Linked DNA regions of Mus musculus: region 1 is linked to region 2. A link is a contact called in public Hi-C data. All regions are on one chromosome and are shown on one strand. The core of a region is the stretch at or near the end of the contact, and the rest is flanking DNA. Distances in the headings are between cores, read along the strand shown.

Region 1 (5,226 bases), core at 247-2,746, 500 kb before region 2:
TGAACTCCGAGAAGTAGCGCCCCACATCTGGGTGCGAGATTTCCTGAGGCTCCACGTTGTATTCCAGGTTTTCTGTTGGCAAAGAGGCGGCAGACACTGCTGTTAGCATTTCGCTTTCCACAATGGCTCTCTGCTGAAACCCTCCTGATGTCCCTTCCAGGGGTGCTTTTGAAACAGAGCAAAAGTTACCAGCAGGGATGGATGGTCTGGTATTACAGGTATTACTCAAGAGGAAAAGGCGGAGGTGGGAGGTAAGGGGAGGGAGCAACAGTGGCACAGGTCTCCTTCCTGTGGCTCTGCTCAGAAGACATCCCTCTCTATTCTCTGAGATTCTCAGTGGCACCTTTGGGGTACTCTTTGCACCTCTCATCTGGCTTAGCATCTCCCTTAGCTGGAGGCAGGGTACACGATCCTCCCCTGCACATCCCGCCGTTGCCCAGGTGTCAGAACCTCATGGTCCTGAGTCTCTAACCTGCCACCCTATCCAGAGAAGAGCCCCTGCCACACAGCAACCATTCTCCAACTGAGTCCCACCCTTGTGGCTGCACCTCCTAGGTGAGGTGGTGGCTGCAGCTGCACTCACACCCTGCCTGGTCCCTAGGAGAGCCTGCCTACGCCCTTCATATCTTGACTTTGACAAAAGGAGGAACAGATTCTAGGCACCACATGGAAAAGAGCAAAGCCTCCTCCTGGCCCAGCCTCAGAGGACAGGGGACCACAAGGCCCCACGGCTGCCAAAGTCCTAGCAAGAGAGGAGCTGACCACACAGAAGCCCCAGGACTTGTTCCTAGGCTGGGGCACAGGCACAACTCTGCTCTAGAATTATGTTAAGTGGGTCCAGAGCACACAAGCAGCACACAGCACACAACACACAGCACACAAGCAGCACACAGCACACAACATACAGCACACAACACACAGCACACAGCACACAAGCAGCACACAGCACACAACACACAACACACAGCACACAAGCAGCACACAGCACACAACACACAGCACACAGCCCAACCCAGACACTCCCAGAGGCCTAGAGCCAGGGCTGTCCCTGTGCTTGTCTCTGTGAGGTAGAGTGTGGCCAACCATCTGTTTGCCTTTAGCCACAAATCTGGAGGACCTGGGGAAACTGTTGGGGCAGCATCTTTAGACTGGGTTAGGGACACACGCTGTGAAGTCACACGGTCAGGAGAGCAGCAACACACCAAGACCCTAGTGTGGAGGCAGGAGGCTGATTGCAGAGCAGGAGGGAGGGCGCAGGGTCAGAGACAGTGTCCACCAGAGGAAATGCCAGGAGGCCTAGCACTTCTAGGCTGCAGGGCACTTTTGAACCTGGGGCTTACTCTGGTCAGGCCCCGTGGCAGCCTCAGTGCACTATCATCTTGGTCCCACCCCATGGGAGAGACTGCTGAGGGCTCTGGCTGGGTCAGACCCCGCAGTGTAATGCCAGGGGTGGCGGGGTGGGCAGCCATGTCAGCGTCTCCATGCTCACACTTCTAAAGGTTGTAACACTAGGGCACCCTTGGCAACTGTTTCACAGAACTACTGCAGGCCAGCCGCAGAGGACTCATGCCCCACAGTGCACCTCAAGTGAAGGCCCTTGCTCTCATGAAGCGTATCTGCCACTGCAGGCAGGACAGGTGACAGAAACCAATTCAATTTTAGAGGGAATTCGATTCTCCTTTGAGGCTGACCTGTTTAGTGCAGTGGGGGTCGACGGGAGGCTAACCCTAAAAGTCTGAAGGCATTTCTGTGGTTAGCTCCGGAGCTGCTCTGGACTGCAGTGGGGGGAGTTCAGGGGCACTGCTGAGCGTCCACAGGGTACAGGTCCCAGCACTGGGAGTTTGTTTCCTTGTCCACTGCTCATCTGCTCAGGAGACAGCCTGCTCACAGGAGCTCCTGTGCCGCACAGCCCCACCCATGGGGGCACCCTCTCTGGGTGCTAAGCAGTGGCCTGTGCAGGGAGTTCTAGCCTCTGAATGCCTGTGGGGAGAGGGGGAACAGCTTTGTGGGGACAACATGGCTGGGTAGCTATTGCAGGCTTCTGAACATGGCTTCTAGTAAGAGGCTACTCTGGAAAGCTGAGGCAAGACAGTGGGCAGAACCTGGGAGCTCTGGGCTGCCTGGGCCATCTCCAGCTGGGCTCAGTGCCCTGACCTGCTGGCCCTTGGCCAGTTGTGGTGCTGAGGAACTGAACCTGGGCTTGTGCTCGCTAGGTGAGTGCTCTACCCCCAGGCTGCCCAGCCTGATGTTATGTTTACTCTGAGACTAAGGTGCCCAGGCTGGCTTCACACTAATGCTCCTCCTGCCTCCCAAGTGTGGGGATCACAGCTGTTCACCCCTAAGCACAGAGCCTACAACAAGCATCTCCCAGGAGAGAAGACAGCAAGCAGGACAGAGGCCATGCATCTGGAGGTAACCTGTCACCTGATATGCTTCTAAGCAGCACAACGCTGCGGCTCTCGGGAGAAACGTGTTTCCTTAAACTCCATGGACAGGCGCGCAAGAGACACCACAGGAGCCCTCTATGGGCGCCTAGCCTGGCCCCGCCCTCTCTGGGGGACAGCGGCCAGCACATCCTGCACACCCTGGAGTCTAGTACTCAACTTGCCATCTATACCAAATGCACAGTACGCATTTATCTCCACTCCACTGTTTGAACAGAGGCCACAGACCTCTCTCGGTACTAAGTGTGGATGTCTCTAGTCAAAGGGTTGTGGGGTGGAGCCACCAGAAGAGTGAACGCTTGATATTTTATCCCTAAAAGACAATGCCAGGCCACTGAAATGACTCAGCGGGCAAAGGCACTTGTAGACACCCTAAGACCTCAGTTTGCCCCCCAGGACCCATACAGTGGGGGGAGCCGACTCCCACAAGCCCCCTTCTCATCTCTTCCTGCATGCCACAGTCTGTGCCCACCTCACCACACAGAATCTAAACAAGAGAAGGCCAAATGGCCCCGAACATAACCAACTGTCACTTTATACCCCTCACTCCCACTTCGGGGGTCCTCACCCTGGCACCACACGTGCCAGCAGGAGTGGACGGTGTGAGGCTGCAGTGGAAGAGCAGCCTAGGAAATGTCAGGAGCTATGGAAGGACCTGCCATCCAGCTACGGCTCCTGCGCTCAAAGCCTCACCAAGGGCCCTTAGGTAACAGATGAGACATCGCCTGCCTGCCTGGGGGGGACCATCCCCATTCCCCACCCCCCCAGAAAGGCACACCTCCATAGAGTGAAGGACAGGAGCCAACAGAGTGTGTGCAGTGCTCCCCCTGGTGGCAGCAGGGGGTCTGCCACGCATGCTTTGGAGGGCTAAGGACTAGAAAGTCATTTCGCTACTCAGGAAACTAGACTCACTGACAATTAGATCTGAACTAAAACACACAATACAAATGAACTAACGCAGAGACGCTCAAAGGGAAGCTGAAGGGAGCAGTTTCAAAATGTAGGGCGCTGGCTACTGAGAGCCCAGTGGGTAGGGCCCAAGTCGGGCTTCAGCATCTGTGTGGGCGGCTCACACCCCCAATCACTCCAGCTCCAAAGGACCAACACCTCTTGTCTCTGCAGGCATTGCACTAACCATTCCCCCACCCCCCCACAGGCACATAATTTAAAGCAAAATAAAGTCTTTTAAAACATGTTGCTGCTCAGACCATTGAGTTGGCTCGGTGGGTAAAAGCACGAGCTGTGTACACAGGACCCACACAAAGGGGGAGGAGAGCCAGCTCCTTAACGCTGGCTCAGCCTCCAGCACATGCTTGGGATGTGTGTACACCCCATGCTCATGGCATGTGTGTACGCGCGCACGCACACACACACACACACACACACAAAAACAGTAATTTTCTCTAAAAAAAATTTAAAATCTAGCAAGGTCTCCATCCTATGGCCATGGGCTGTGAGCACCCAACTGTCCTCAGAGACCATGACACACTGGAGTAAGAAGCAGGCTCCTGGCGGGGAGCGGGGGTGGGGAGCGGCCCAGGGAGAAGCCTCTCCTGTCACTGAGCAGATGCAGCAGGCACGCCTGCCTCAAGCACATTACTCCTGCGTCAGCCTGGACCAAGTGCTAGGGCAAACCGCAGTGTCGTAGGTCTCTGGGGAATGACACTCACAGGACACAGTATGACTCCCTGCTAATGACAGAAGCCGAGTTACCTAGGGTCAAACCCAACACCACCTGGTGTGGGCCATGATCCCCGCTCCTCTGGGTGGGGTGGCCTGTGGGGTAGTGATGGCCATGCAGTCAGGCCTCAGACTTCACTGCCAGGTCACAGAGAAAGCAGAGGTAAAGAGACAGTGAGCCAAGCTAGAAGGTCAGACAGCCTGGGCAACCAATGCCTAGATGCCTAAAACAAAAAAAAAATTCAAGTCCTGGTGCAGCAGAGATTGAAGAGAGAAGCTGTGCTATAATGCCAGGCTCTGCAGAGGGAGGGAGCCATAGCGGAACTACGTGGCTGAGCCTGTCACACTGTGCAGGGCTGCCCTGTGACCACTGGGCAATGAGGAAGCTGATGGAACATGGGCTGTTAGCCATGTGGTTTAGTGCTGCTGCAGCTCTAGTTAGCTGCGAAGCAGGATTCTATAACGCTCCTACGATCGCTGGCAAAAAGTCCACATCCCTGTTCAGTGACAAACACATCCAGATGAGGAGCCCGCTGGCAGCAAACAGCACCGTGCGGAGTGTGTCGGCAGGCGCAGGCAGGGTGGAATGTGAGCAGACACTTAGGATCATGGGGTAGAGAACCCAGGCTGGAAGCCCAGCACATAAATCAACAGTTCACAGGTCGCAGGGACAGGTTAGCCCAGGAAGGTGAGTGATGCCTGAGTGTGGCTACAGGAAGAGTCCCTTGCCACCCCTGCACCCCACAGCCAGCAATAGCAGCCCTTGGGAGAGGCCACACTCTGGGCTGACAGGAAGGCCACTGGAAACCAACACAATTACAGGCACTTGCCACTGTGTGGCACTGGGTCAGTGGGCCACACACTTCCTTTTTCCGTAGACTGCTGGCTTGAGCTATTCAGAACATCTAAAGTTCAGTCCTCGGTTTATCAAGTGCATCAGGCAAATGATCTAAGACTAAATGAACTGTTTCTAGAAACTTCCATGCTCTATGTAAAGATGTCACACCTACTGTGTATACGTGGACAACTGATGTGCCTGGTGCTGCCATGCCCATAAGCTTTCTGAGGACAGAAAGTCTCCCTCACCAGTCACCCAACAGAG
Region 2 (5,255 bases), core at 2,660-5,159:
TCCAATGTGGATCAATTAATTCAACCTGGTCAGGATGCCAGAGACCAAGAGCCTAGGGCGGCAGTTGCCTGCCTACAACCGGAAAGTCCTGCTACAAAGTTTAGGGGAAGTTGGAGAGGTGGGGAGGGCTCTACGGTACAGTCCTCGGAGTCCCGAAGTGCGGGATGTTCTAGTGGTCAAAGGTCAGGAGTCAGCTCAGTTTGTGGGATCCCGAAAGGGTCTCTGGGGTGGGATGGGGTGGAGGAGCTTTGGGTCTGAGGATGTAAATGGGGAGGGACAGGGAGTTCTGGACAGAGGGGGCAAGCCTGAGACGGGACGCCCACACTTCATCCGGGGTGCCGCAGAATCCGTGGCTCACCAAGATTTAGGGGCAGAGTGTTCTCTGGAATTAGGAGATCTAGAGTTCAAATCCTGGCTCTCACATAACAAACCAGGCATCCAGCACATGCCTAGAAGCCCAGCCCTGAGGAGGGCAGAGACAAAAGGACAGCTGGGACTTGCTGGCTCCAGCTTCGTGAGTCCCAGGTTCCAAAAGTGCCTGCCTCAAGGGACCAGGTGGGGAGTGAGGGAGACACATAGCCTGCCCCTTCCTCTGAGCTCTGGGCACCACACGGGTGTACGCATCCACATACACAGAGATGTGGGTGTGCTGTACATGCACCTACACAAGCATACAAGTAATTATAAGTATATATGTTAGGGCTTGAAAGGAAATGGAGACCCATGGCCAAACAGGGCTAACTCCTTAGGTGTGTGTCTTCAGTCCCTGGAGAGAGACGTGCTTCAAGTGCCTGCTGGGTTGTCCTGGGCCAGGCAAGGGGAAGCGGATATTCAAATCACTTATTAAACTCTTACTGTGTACTGGATATTAACACACACCCCCTGGAGCAGATAACAGAGGGTGCCCAGTGATAGGCAAAAGCCCACAATGTTGTGACATAGCTACCTGCGGGTACCACAGAAGGAAGGGCTGGTGGCAAGGAAACCAGAGGGGTGATCATCATTCCCCAAAAGGAGTGGCACCAACCTTGGCCCTGTGTGCCACGGGGGTCTTGCAAAGCAGCAACAGCCATAGCCACTGGTGTTCCGAATCCAAGTCCTGACTCATGAGAAGTGGGAAATAGCAAGCTGTTGCCATGGGAACTTCAGAAGGACCTGAGATGGCGTAGATCTAGCAGCATGACCAACATCGCTAGTGTTTTGTTTTGTTTTTTTTCTTTTCTTAAGATTAGATTTGTTGTTTAGTTGGCTTGAAACAGAGTCTCACTAGGTAGCCCTGGCTATTCTGAACTTGCTAGGTAGACCAGGCTGGCCTCAAACTCAAGAGATCCACCTGCTTCGCCCTCTCAAGTGCTGGGACTAAAGGTGTAAAATGTGTATTTTGGACTGTGTGTGTGCACGTGCACGCATGCCCCACCCCCTTCTTTCTCTGAGTTTCTGATACATATGTGTATCCATATAGGCATTTATAGAGGCCAGAACAAAACATCAGAACCCCCGGAACTGGAGTTACGGGCAGTTGTGAGTCACCAAGTGGGTACTGGGAAGCAAACTAGGATCCTCTGCAAGAGCAGTCAGTACACTGGACCCTCAGCTATCCCTCCAACCCGTAGACTTTTAGCTTTTCAGGCCACAGATCACAACCCCGAAGTGTCCTGTGTGAGTATCAGGTCATGGCCAGCATTTGGTATAGAGGACAGAATACAATGAGGTTGTGACTCGGTGGTAGAACACTTGCCTGGCACGGCCAAGGCTCTGGGTACAGTCACCAGCATCACACATATACAAATGGCGACACTATAGAATACAACAGGAATGAATCTGAAATACCCACCTCCCCTCCATGCCCGCCAGGCTGGGTCCTGTATCAGGAAACACGACACTGAACACATTCTACACATGTGCATGTGTGTGCATGCATGGGGGGGAGGGGCAAGGGTGGAGTGTAACTCAGATCTGTTCCTGCACAGCTGTGTCAAAACCATGCACAAGAAGACATCTGGTTGCCGGGCGGTGGAGGCACACACCTTTAATCCCAGCACTTGGGAGGCAGAGGCAGGTGAATTTCTGAGTTTGAGGCCAGCCTGGTCTACAGAGTGAGTTCCAGGACAGCCAGGGCTACACAGAGAAACCCTGTCAACAAGAAGAAGAAGAAGAAGAAGAAGAAGAAGAAGAAGAAGGAGAAGGAGAAGGAGAAGGAGAAGGAGAAGGAGAAGGAGAAGGAGAAGGAGAAGGAGAAGGAGAAGGAGGGGGAGGGGGAGGGGGAGGGGGAGGGGGAGGGGGAGGGGGAGGGGGAGGGGGAGGGGGAGGGGGAGGGGGAGGGGGAGGGGGGAGCAGACACCCGATTGAGAAGCCATCTGGCCCTCAGAGAGATAAGGAAACAGCAATCCAGAGGGAACTCTCCAGGAAGCAACATCCATCATCGCGAACATCTCCTCCTGTGACATCCTAGAGATGCGCTCTCTTAAGACAGCAGTTCTCTCAGGACTGGAGGAAAACAGGAGACAGGGGAAGCATCCAGAGCAGGAGCCAGGGTAGAGGAGCGGGGCTAGAACACAGCCACAAGGAGCCACGCGGAGAAGCAGACTGCTAGGCAGGAAACTATTCCTGGGATCACACTGGGATTTGGTGCAGTTTGGAGGGCGGCACACATACATGTTCATGTCTGTACGTCCGTGTGGAGACCAGAGTGGACCTCGGCCAACCCCTTCCATGCTATCCACCTTATTTGTTTGTGGGATTTTCAGTTTGGGGTTTTCTTTTGTTTTGTTTTGTATTTTGAGACTGAGTCTCTCGCAAACTGGAACTGGCTGGGTAGGCAGGGCTCCCTGACCAGCAGGCCTCGGGTATCAGCCAGTCATGCCTCCCTGGCCCTGAGATTGACCAACCTAAGCCACCACAACTGTCTTGTTCTTAACGTGGGATCTTAAAATGGAGCGGAAGTCATCAGGCCTGCGCGCTGGAACCCTGTTCTATCTGGTTCACTGCTGGGTCCTCCGCCCTCCTGCCATATTCACAGTCACTCCGTAAATTGTAATTGCGGGTTGCATATTGACTAACCAGAGTTAAGAATTAACAGCCATCAGATTGGGCCGGTCCTGTGGTCGACGGCGCCACCTTGTGGTGAGAACTGAAATGACAGGGCCGATATTTGTAACAATTTGTAGAGAGCCCAGAAGCAACCTTCAGCAGGCTGCAGCTCACACCATGGGTTTCCTTCCGTTTCCTTCTGAGACATGGTCTCCAGCATCCTACTTTGGCTTCAAACTCCCTGTGTAGCCAAGGATGATCTTGCGCTCCAGCTCCTCTTGCTTCAACCTCCCAAGTGCCGGCCGGGGTTGTAGGCATGCCCACTACACCCCATTTATGAGGTGCTGGGGATCAAACCCGGAGTCTTGTGTCTACTAGGCAAGCATCCTACCAGTTAACTGAGCCACAGCTCTAACCCTGCATCACAGTTTTGAGCAAGCGATTGGACGGAGCCAGGGGGGTAAATGATGACATGTTTAGATCGTAAAATAATAAAGCAAAGGTCACAGAATTTAACTTGGGACCTCTTGTATGGAGAGAGAGAGACAGAGACAGAGAGAAAGGGGGAGAGAGAGAAAGAGCAGTATGTACTCACTGGTGTGAAAGGATTGTGCCAAGCGCCAAGAGAATATACTAAAATAACAACTTCTGGTCCCTGGAGCAGCTACAACCTGATTTCTGTTACAAAGAATGTATAGTGTCTGTGCACAGAAATAACCAGAACATATTCAGCATACAAAGCCACTTCTGGACGACTGAGGGGGGAAGATGCCGGCCTCCCTTGTACAGCCAAGATTACCACATCTGAACCGTAATTATCCAGGACCCACTTTGAGCCATCCTCTGCGGGGCGAGGTCCAAGCCCCGCCCACTTCCACCTCTCACAGACATCTCCGCCCCTAAAGCTGGCTTTGGTATCCAGAGCCCATTCTCTTCCGTGCTGGCCTGCACAGGAAGCTTGAAGGACAGTGGCCGACCAGCTGGGGGGACAATCCCGAATGCCTGGACTGCTCACCTGATTTGTGCACATTCCTGAGGCAGGAGAGTGAGGCGTTGAGCCGGGCGCACTCTTCCTGGTTGGCTCCATACTTCTCCACGGTCTCACACACCTGCTCGTCGGTCATCTCCAGGAGGTCCTCCAAGCTCAGCTGGTCAGGGGAGATCTCCTAGAGGAGGGGACAAAGGCAGTCAGCTGGACATGAACCCAAGCGCCCTGCCCAAGGGAATGGAGTGGTGTCTCTCAATCGCCCTCTTGTGGCACTCAGGAGAACTGCAGAGGGAACCAGCAGGGAGCGTCCACACTGCCCTCTGCTGGTAGCCAGTGAAAGATGCTCCACTATGCAAAAACTTGGCTGAATCTGGGGTTGAGTCTCCTCCTCCCACTTGCCACTTGGACAAATCATTTAACTTGTCTGGGCCTTGTTCTCACTTATCAAATGGAAGTGCCGAGCGTAGGTGATCGCTCAGTACATGATCAACAGTCCGCACTCACAGTCCAGGTTTGAAACCCGGGAGAGACAGGCCCTGTTTCATACTTCTGGGAGTAGATACCTCAGCTGAATTTGGCCGGGAGGAGGGGGTGCGGGGGAGGGGACTCAGAACAAGCCAGCTAGACATAAATCCGAGTTTCATTGGCTGGCCTCTGATCTTGGCTTCCCTAGAAGAAGACCTATGGATAGCTTGAGGCTGGAAATGAATCTTGAAAAGTACTGAGCACCATGAGCTGAGGAATAGTATAGAACAGGGAAAAGGACCTCTCTAAACAAAGGAGCTGGGGATAGAAGCAGGATTCCAAAGAGTCCCCTCCTTAAACAATGTCATAAATAAATCTGCAAACACTGACTGCCAATCAAGCTTTGATTTTTACTAGCCTTCAAGTGTCTCTACATATACAATAAGAACCTTCATTCGTATTATCTATGGTAGCCAAGGACCTTATACACTCATAGTATATTATTATTTAATAAGTTTTATAAATCTATGAGTGGTGATGCACAGGCAATTTAGTGGGCTCCTTCTGCCCTCTTGTGGCCATGACTGTGTATTACAATAAAATATAGATTTCACGGAAAGCAGAGTCTATAAATTTCATAAATTCCATTTTTCATACACACGCACACACACACACAAAGCTACAGGGCAAAGCCAACACCCCGAGAGTGACTGTGAAGTCAGGACGGGGACAGGAGGTAGCAACTGGGTCACCTAGAGACAAGTAAGAACAC

Evidence for each region. A called contact is a pair of places that touch in the nucleus more often than the background predicts.
Region 1: a Hi-C map of the N1E-115 cell line shows a contact between it and region 2, with 12 times the contacts expected there. The contact joins two enhancer-like sites. A contact is called at or near these places in 3 of 15 datasets of contacts at CTCF or cohesin (embryonic stem cells, large pre-B cells and pro-B cells), 35 of 484 Hi-C or Micro-C datasets (B cells, the Ba/F3 cell line, the C2C12 cell line and 21 more), 14 of 115 datasets of contacts at active chromatin or transcription factors (T-cell acute lymphoblastic leukemia, astrocytes, craniofacial prominence and 9 more) and 1 of 9 other capture datasets (embryonic stem cells).

Annotation. Positions count from the first base shown.
Region 1 is chr5:118,002,856-118,008,081 of GRCm38.p6, reverse strand. It overlaps Fbxo21 (F-box protein 21), which reads right to left. Exons shown (of 12, transcript NM_001346588.1): 12 at 1-72. Among named protein-coding and RNA genes, the nearest start is that of Tesc, 22 kb to the left of the region's middle. Within about 2 kb of position 1,496, at least 14 of the 459 cell types and tissues checked have an H3K27ac peak or open chromatin away from gene starts, as enhancers often do. A contact at or near this core is called in the N1E-115 cell line, where this site is marked.
Region 2 is chr5:117,504,430-117,509,684 of GRCm38.p6, reverse strand. Ksr2 (kinase suppressor of ras 2) reads right to left here. Exons shown (of 20, transcript NM_001312914.1): 3 at 4,046-4,196. Among named protein-coding and RNA genes, the nearest start is that of Gm42013, 23 kb to the right of the region's middle. Within about 2 kb of position 3,909, at least 17 of the 459 cell types and tissues checked have an H3K27ac peak or open chromatin away from gene starts, as enhancers often do. A contact at or near this core is called in the N1E-115 cell line, where this site is marked.